2 separate regions of the Acanthopagrus latus genome follow, and region 2 is linked to region 1. Evidence: chromatin contacts called from public Hi-C data. All regions are on one chromosome and are shown on one strand. Each heading gives the region's core, a stretch centred on a gene start, on an enhancer-like site or on the middle of the called end of the contact. The rest is flanking DNA. Distances are from core to core; before and after follow the strand shown.

What was found. A called contact is a pair of places that touch in the nucleus more often than the background predicts.
Region 2: a contact with region 1 is called in a Hi-C map of muscle, with 18 times the contacts expected there. The contact joins the promoter of LOC119015099 here to the promoter of anos1a in region 1. A contact is called at or near these places in 2 of 4 Hi-C or Micro-C datasets (both in muscle).

What each region holds. Positions count from the first base shown.
Region 1 is chr24:1,848,739-1,851,756 of fAcaLat1.1, reverse strand. anos1a (anosmin-1a) reads left to right here and starts at 1,394. Exons shown (of 14, transcript XM_037090392.1): 1 at 1,394-2,987. The coding sequence starts at 2,781.
Region 2 is chr24:2,620,865-2,623,882 of fAcaLat1.1, reverse strand. It overlaps LOC119015099, which reads right to left and starts at 1,579. Exons shown (of 13, transcript XM_037090753.1): 1 at 1,538-1,579. It overlaps trnal-cag (a tRNA gene), which reads right to left and starts at 2,134; the gene lies at 2,052-2,134. It overlaps trnaq-cug (a tRNA gene), which reads right to left and starts at 1,682; the gene lies at 1,611-1,682. It overlaps trnal-cag (a tRNA gene), which reads right to left and starts at 1,058; the gene lies at 976-1,058. It also overlaps trnaq-cug, trnal-cag and trnaq-cug.

The DNA of each region.
Region 1 (3,018 bases), core at 145-2,644:
TCATTGCAGATTACTCTCACCAGTGATTCCTCAGACTGGTATGGAAGAGTCTGGATTTGTTATGTTTCTACCGCTATTTACTCAAGGTTTTTTTTTTTCCCTCCCTGAATGAATTACGGTGAATAAAAAAAGGTGCCTCAATCATAGTGAAGCTCTTGACGCATGTTCATGCAGGAAGTTGTACAACGCCACCTGGGGGACTTTCAACGGTTAGTCCCAGAGGAGATCTCTGATTGGCTGATATTTACAGTGCTCTCTTGGACAGATCTGTCCAATTAACACCAAAGTTTTTTTTTTTTCTCGATCAAATACAGATTCTGCATTCATGCTTACTTGTCTCTTTCCCGACTGAACTGTATTTGACATTTTCGAAACTGAATACCAGCCCCAGCAAACTGCCACACGCAGCTGCGCACACGATGAGTCATTTACACTGTCATAGTGTGTTGTTTTTATTTGCGAAACGGTAAGTCGAGCCCGCGGCGGGGAGCTCCCAGGGATTTCCTTCTTTCCTGTTGTGGGTGGACCACCAGAGCATCAGCTCCACACCGATCTGGAGACACTCGCTCCGTTCGCGGCGTATTTTCGGAACACCCCAAGCAGAGGCAAACCAAAACAGAGAGACACTGCGGGGATTTTAGTCGCGGGCTCCTTGTTAGTTCCTCCAGTGAGTAAACTGAGAAGGGTTCAGTCAGCTGGGTCAAAACGCGTTCGCAATTGGGTCCAATTCTATTGGATTCTGAGAACACCTTATTGCCCTCTAGTGTGTGAGACGGACCGTGTAGCGGTGTAATGAACCTGACTCTGAATCAGAGAGGTAAAAACTCTCAGCTGCAAAGGCTCATTAGGCCAAAGACACAGTACTATAAAACCCGAGAGGGAGAGAGAGAGAGAGAGCACAACAAGTATGAGTGTGTGTGTTTATGAATGCGATGCGGCTGGGGGAAAAAAATAGGCATCTCGTTAACACGGCAGGATGCTCCAGCAGCACAAGCGGGGCCCCTTGTGCCAGGCATGAGAGAACCAACAACCCGAGGAGGATCTCTTCAGAGTTTCCGACACGTCATGCTTTCTCCTGTCCCTGGGCAAGGAAAGCAGCGGTGCCCTTCCTGCTTCTGCGAGATATGTTTGCGGTTGGCTTTAATAGAGGAGTCCATAAAATGCTGTTGTTTTGCAGCTACTGGTGAGCGCTGCAGCTGGAATCCCCTGGAAAATACGTCGCCTGCATCCTCCTGAAATGAGTAGCGCTAAAAAAAGAGAACACTCTCACTCTACTGGGAAAAAAAAAAAAAAAAATGTTCCACCTGTCTCTTTGAAACAACTCAGTTCACCCACATAAACTTCTCCTTAAAGGACTAATTCATACTAAAACCACTGGATAGATGCTGTAAGTCTTATGAAATATCATAACATAACAGGTATTGCTAATACCTAAACATTCTTATTGGACGTTTCAGAGCTTGGATGCCTGTCTGTACATGTAATGTTATCTGAATGGATGTTTGTGCCGGAATAGGAACATTTTTTTTTAAAAAAAATAGCATCTGTGTTGAGTTCAAATCGTCGTCTCGGGAATAACAAAACCCAGGACATAAAGCCCCGTCGCAGACAGTAGGTCCATCGCTTACGATCAATATCACTTACACTTATTTTTTAGATCTTTCCTAAAAGAAGAGAGCACATTTTCAATTGACGGGCCCAGCCTGGCCCGTCAGGTTGCAATAGGTTTGGGTTCAAATTTGAAGAAGAAGAAGACTGAAGCATTAGCAGATTTTTGCTTCAATTGAGGATTAGCCACTGAAACTAAGCCTGGTTTGGGTTATTTAATTGACTAATAAGCAAATTTGCTCCTACAGTCACTGAAGAAATACAGGAAAAAAGTTGAAATGTTCACACATTTATTACCGGATACAAATGAGGTCAGGTCAGAGCTGTAAGGAGCACTGTTGCAGCCTGGTTGTTTTTCTGTTTTCTCTGTTATTCCCCCCCCCCGGGATTCAGAGTGCAACACCACTCGGAAACAGAAAATCCCAGGACTGTTATAAACCGTCAGGGGTCTTGTAGGCGCTGACTCATCACATCACACCAACGCGATGTGTTGAAACTTGTATGCTGAAGCGAACACGTATGTAACACTGCAGACACCGCTCACCCTGCTACACGCCTCTCCACCATCAACACGATTTATTTTAAGGTTAAAAAGTGACATGATGTTGCTGTAAAGTGCCCTGAATGAAATCCTGCTCGGGGCTCCAAAAAGGTTTCCAGTCCTGCCTGTTCTTAGTAAAAGTATTCATGGTAAAAAAGTTACCCAAAAGTTAATCTATTGCTTTGGTAAAAGCATATGTTTACATGTAATATGCTGTGTACAATACACTCCAGGCTGGCAGATTATTAGATCTGATATTCAGCATTTTTCTGATCATCCTGCTTTTTCCTTCTCCCCTTTATTTAATGATCAGACTGATTAATTCAATTTAACCGGGGCTGCTTTGGCTCTGAGCAAACATTCCTCCCTGTCACTGATTTTTTTCCCTTTCCATATATCGGGAGTTTAACCTGCACAAGCTGCGAGTTGAGTGAAGTGACGGGGTTTTAAAAACCTCTCCGCATCCTGACCCTGCCCGCGTGTGGACGCCTCGATCCCTCTTGCTCCTCCCTCGGCTATAATAGTTCTTGTTAAAGTGGACTTCCATCAGTTTGCTCCCCCCCCCTCGCCGCGTCCCCCTTTTGTTTCCACAGCACCCTCTTCTCCTGGACGACGCGGGAAAGAGAGAAAGATGCTGGCCACGGGCAGCGGTGCCATGGCGAGCCTGTCTCTGTGGATTATCGTCCTCTCCGGCGGCGGCGTGTGCGCCAGGAGGCAGCACGGAGATGCTGAGGGTGGTGATGGGGAGGAGACCTGGTCGGAGACGGTCTCCAGGGCGAGGTGCGCGTCGCGGTGCCTCAGCCTGCACAGCGTGGCGGCGCTGTCCACACCGCTGCAGGTAGGGAGCCGCTCACTCACACATGGTGGCG
Region 2 (3,018 bases), core at 330-2,829, 770 kb before region 1:
ACCTTATCAGGACTTACATACCTGGAACAACTGCGTTGCCACCTTCTCGTTTTTCCACAGTGAATGTCCACAAAGCCCTGTAACAGTTAAAATCAGGTCCCACCGAGATTTGAACTCGGATCGCTGGATTCAGAGTCCAGAGTGCTAACCATTACACCATGGAACCTCTGAAAGGCATTGATTGATTGCATGTCGCCCACTTTTTACTGCAATTACCTCCTTAAAAGAAACGGTGCCCCTGCAAAACACAGCATGTCAGAAGTGGGATTCGAACCCACGCCTCCAGGGGAGACTGCGACCTGAACGCAGCGCCTTAGACCGCTCGGCCATCCTGACTTAAAACCTATTGCTTTTTCAGGGGAAATTGCGAAACACACGCGCGGATGGTACAGTACATCTGCCATCATGTAATACATTACAGCATTGAGGATCAGCTTTTCAGACCATGTTAGCCAGGCGAACTGTCCCAATGGCATTTCAGGTAGTAGAAAGTCGAAGAAACACTCACAAAAACACGAATGACGGTTCATTCGAGCCTCCAGTGGCAGCATGCTGGACTTTCGATGATGAGCACAGACATGCAGATGCGGCAAATTCAGTGAAAGCTCACGTTTGTGGTAAGAAGGAGATTTGTGTGCACAAATCATCTAATTCTTTCCTCCTCCTCTATCATATATGGAATCCAAAGGGTCTGCGGTTGATTGGACGACAGAGAACACCTGACCTTATCGGGACTTACATACCTGGAACAACTGCGTTGCCACCTTCTCGTTTTTCCACAGTGAATGTCCACAAAGCCCTGTAACAGTTAAAATCAGGTCCCACCGAGATTTGAACTCGGATCGCTGGATTCAGAGTCCAGAGTGCTAACCATTACACCATGGAACCTCTGAAAGGCATTGATTGATTGCATGTTGCCCACTTTTTACTGCAATTACCTCCTTAGAAGAAATGGTGCCGCTGAAAAACACAGCATGTCAGAAGTGGGATTCAAACCCACGCCTCCAGGGGAGACTGCGACCTGAACGCAGCGCCTTAGACCGCTCGGCCATCCTGACTTGTTTTCCATTGTTTTTTCAGGGGAAATTGCGAAACGCACGCGCAGATGGTACAGTACATCTGCCATCATGTAATACATTACAGCAACTGTGCTTTCACATGTCAGTGCTCAACTATTACAGTATTGCAGCCTCATCCAGTGAAGAGCTGCGCTGACAATACATGCAGGCACACATTCCTGCTGGATTCATTCGTAGTCTATTTAACTTCTTTCTACGAATCCCTGGCGGATTTCAGACATCCGGCTCGCGGCGCGTCTATGTTCTGAACCAAGGCAACACAGGGCCTCCCAACCAGGCCGTAAAAACTGAAAAGTGCTTTTGGATGAGATGTTAAACGTCATCAAGATCCTTGTTAACGCCACCTGTGGCGCAGATCCCAATTGAGGATCAGTTCTCAGCACACGTTAGCCAGGAGAACCATCACAATGGCATTTCAGGCAGTAGAAAGTCACCTGGCCTTACCGGGACTTACATACCTGGAACAACTGCGTTGCCACGTTCTCGTTCTTACACTGTGAATGCCTACAAAGCCCTGAAACTGTTAAAACCAGGTCCCACCGAGAGTTGAACTCGGATTGCTGGATTCAGAGTCCAGAGTGCTAACCATTACACCATGGAACCTCTGAAGGACTTCGATTGATAGCCATGCAACGTGATGTTCCGTCTTTCTCCTCTACTACAAAGAAGGCATGCAACAGTAACAAAGTTAGCAAAAATGCTAACTTGCTAACAACAAAAATGCTAACTTTAAGCACTAACTTACTTTACTTGGTTGGCTCACACTCGAGAGCAGCTGTGGGAAATGCCCACGTTATCCACTGTTCTCAAGGAAATGCCACAAACAATTAATCCGCCATAAAAAAAAAAAACAGAAATGAATCATGTTGCACATTCTACAGGAGTTATGTCACAAACTGCCAACACGCATGATGCCCACTTTTTATTGCAATTACCTCCTCAGCAGAATCAGTTCTTCCGAAAAACACAGCATGTCAGAAGTGGGATTCGAACCCACGCCTCCAGGGGAGACTGCGACCTGAACGCAGCGCCTTAGACCGCTCGGCCATCCTGACTTACATACTACTATTTTTTCAGGGGAAAATTGCGAAACGCATGTGCAGATGGTACAGTACATCTGCCATCATGTAATACATTACAGCAACTTTGTTTTCACATGTCATTAGTATACACACATTATTCACAGCATTTATAGTGCAGAATTAAAATCATGTTTTTCTGGATTAGCAGTTTACATATCGGTATGTTGATGATTTTTGTAAATGTTTTCCCGTACAGGGGAATTGTCAAGCTAAATAGAGCAAAATAGATTTTAAAAAGGAATAAAATAATTTTTCCAATCTCATAAACTGAGCAGGGTCCGCCCTGGTTAGTATTCAGATGGGAATGCTGTAAGCCCCTTGACCCCTCTCTACAGACACCAGAGGGTGCTGCAGCTTTATACTGCTGCTCCACTCCAAGTCACTGGGAATTCAGATATTTAACTTAAGTACATTTTTAGATTTTTATTGTTAAGATACTTTATACTTTCTTTTAAATATGCAGTTGTTTAAAAAAATATAATGCATACATGAAAATACTGCATCAGTGTTAATAGAATCCAATGATAATTACTTTGTATTATAGTCTGTTAAATGTAACGCAACTGATTTTAATACAGGATTCTCACCCAGGAGATTTCATTTCCCACTATGACTGACTTGTCATTTTCACACATGTTTGCTTACTATTTTCCATTTCAGATTGCAACCATAGTCTAGTTAGCTTTAGGCAACTAAAAAAATCATTTAAAAAAAAAAACAAAAACATTATGTGCTTGTTCTGTCTTTCTCAAAGCAACAAAGCTAGTCACCAGAACTTGCTTTTGTCAGTAGCAGTGATTATCCTGCGGCAGCGTTATTTACGATGTTCCAGCAGCAAAACCAACAGTGACATCAGC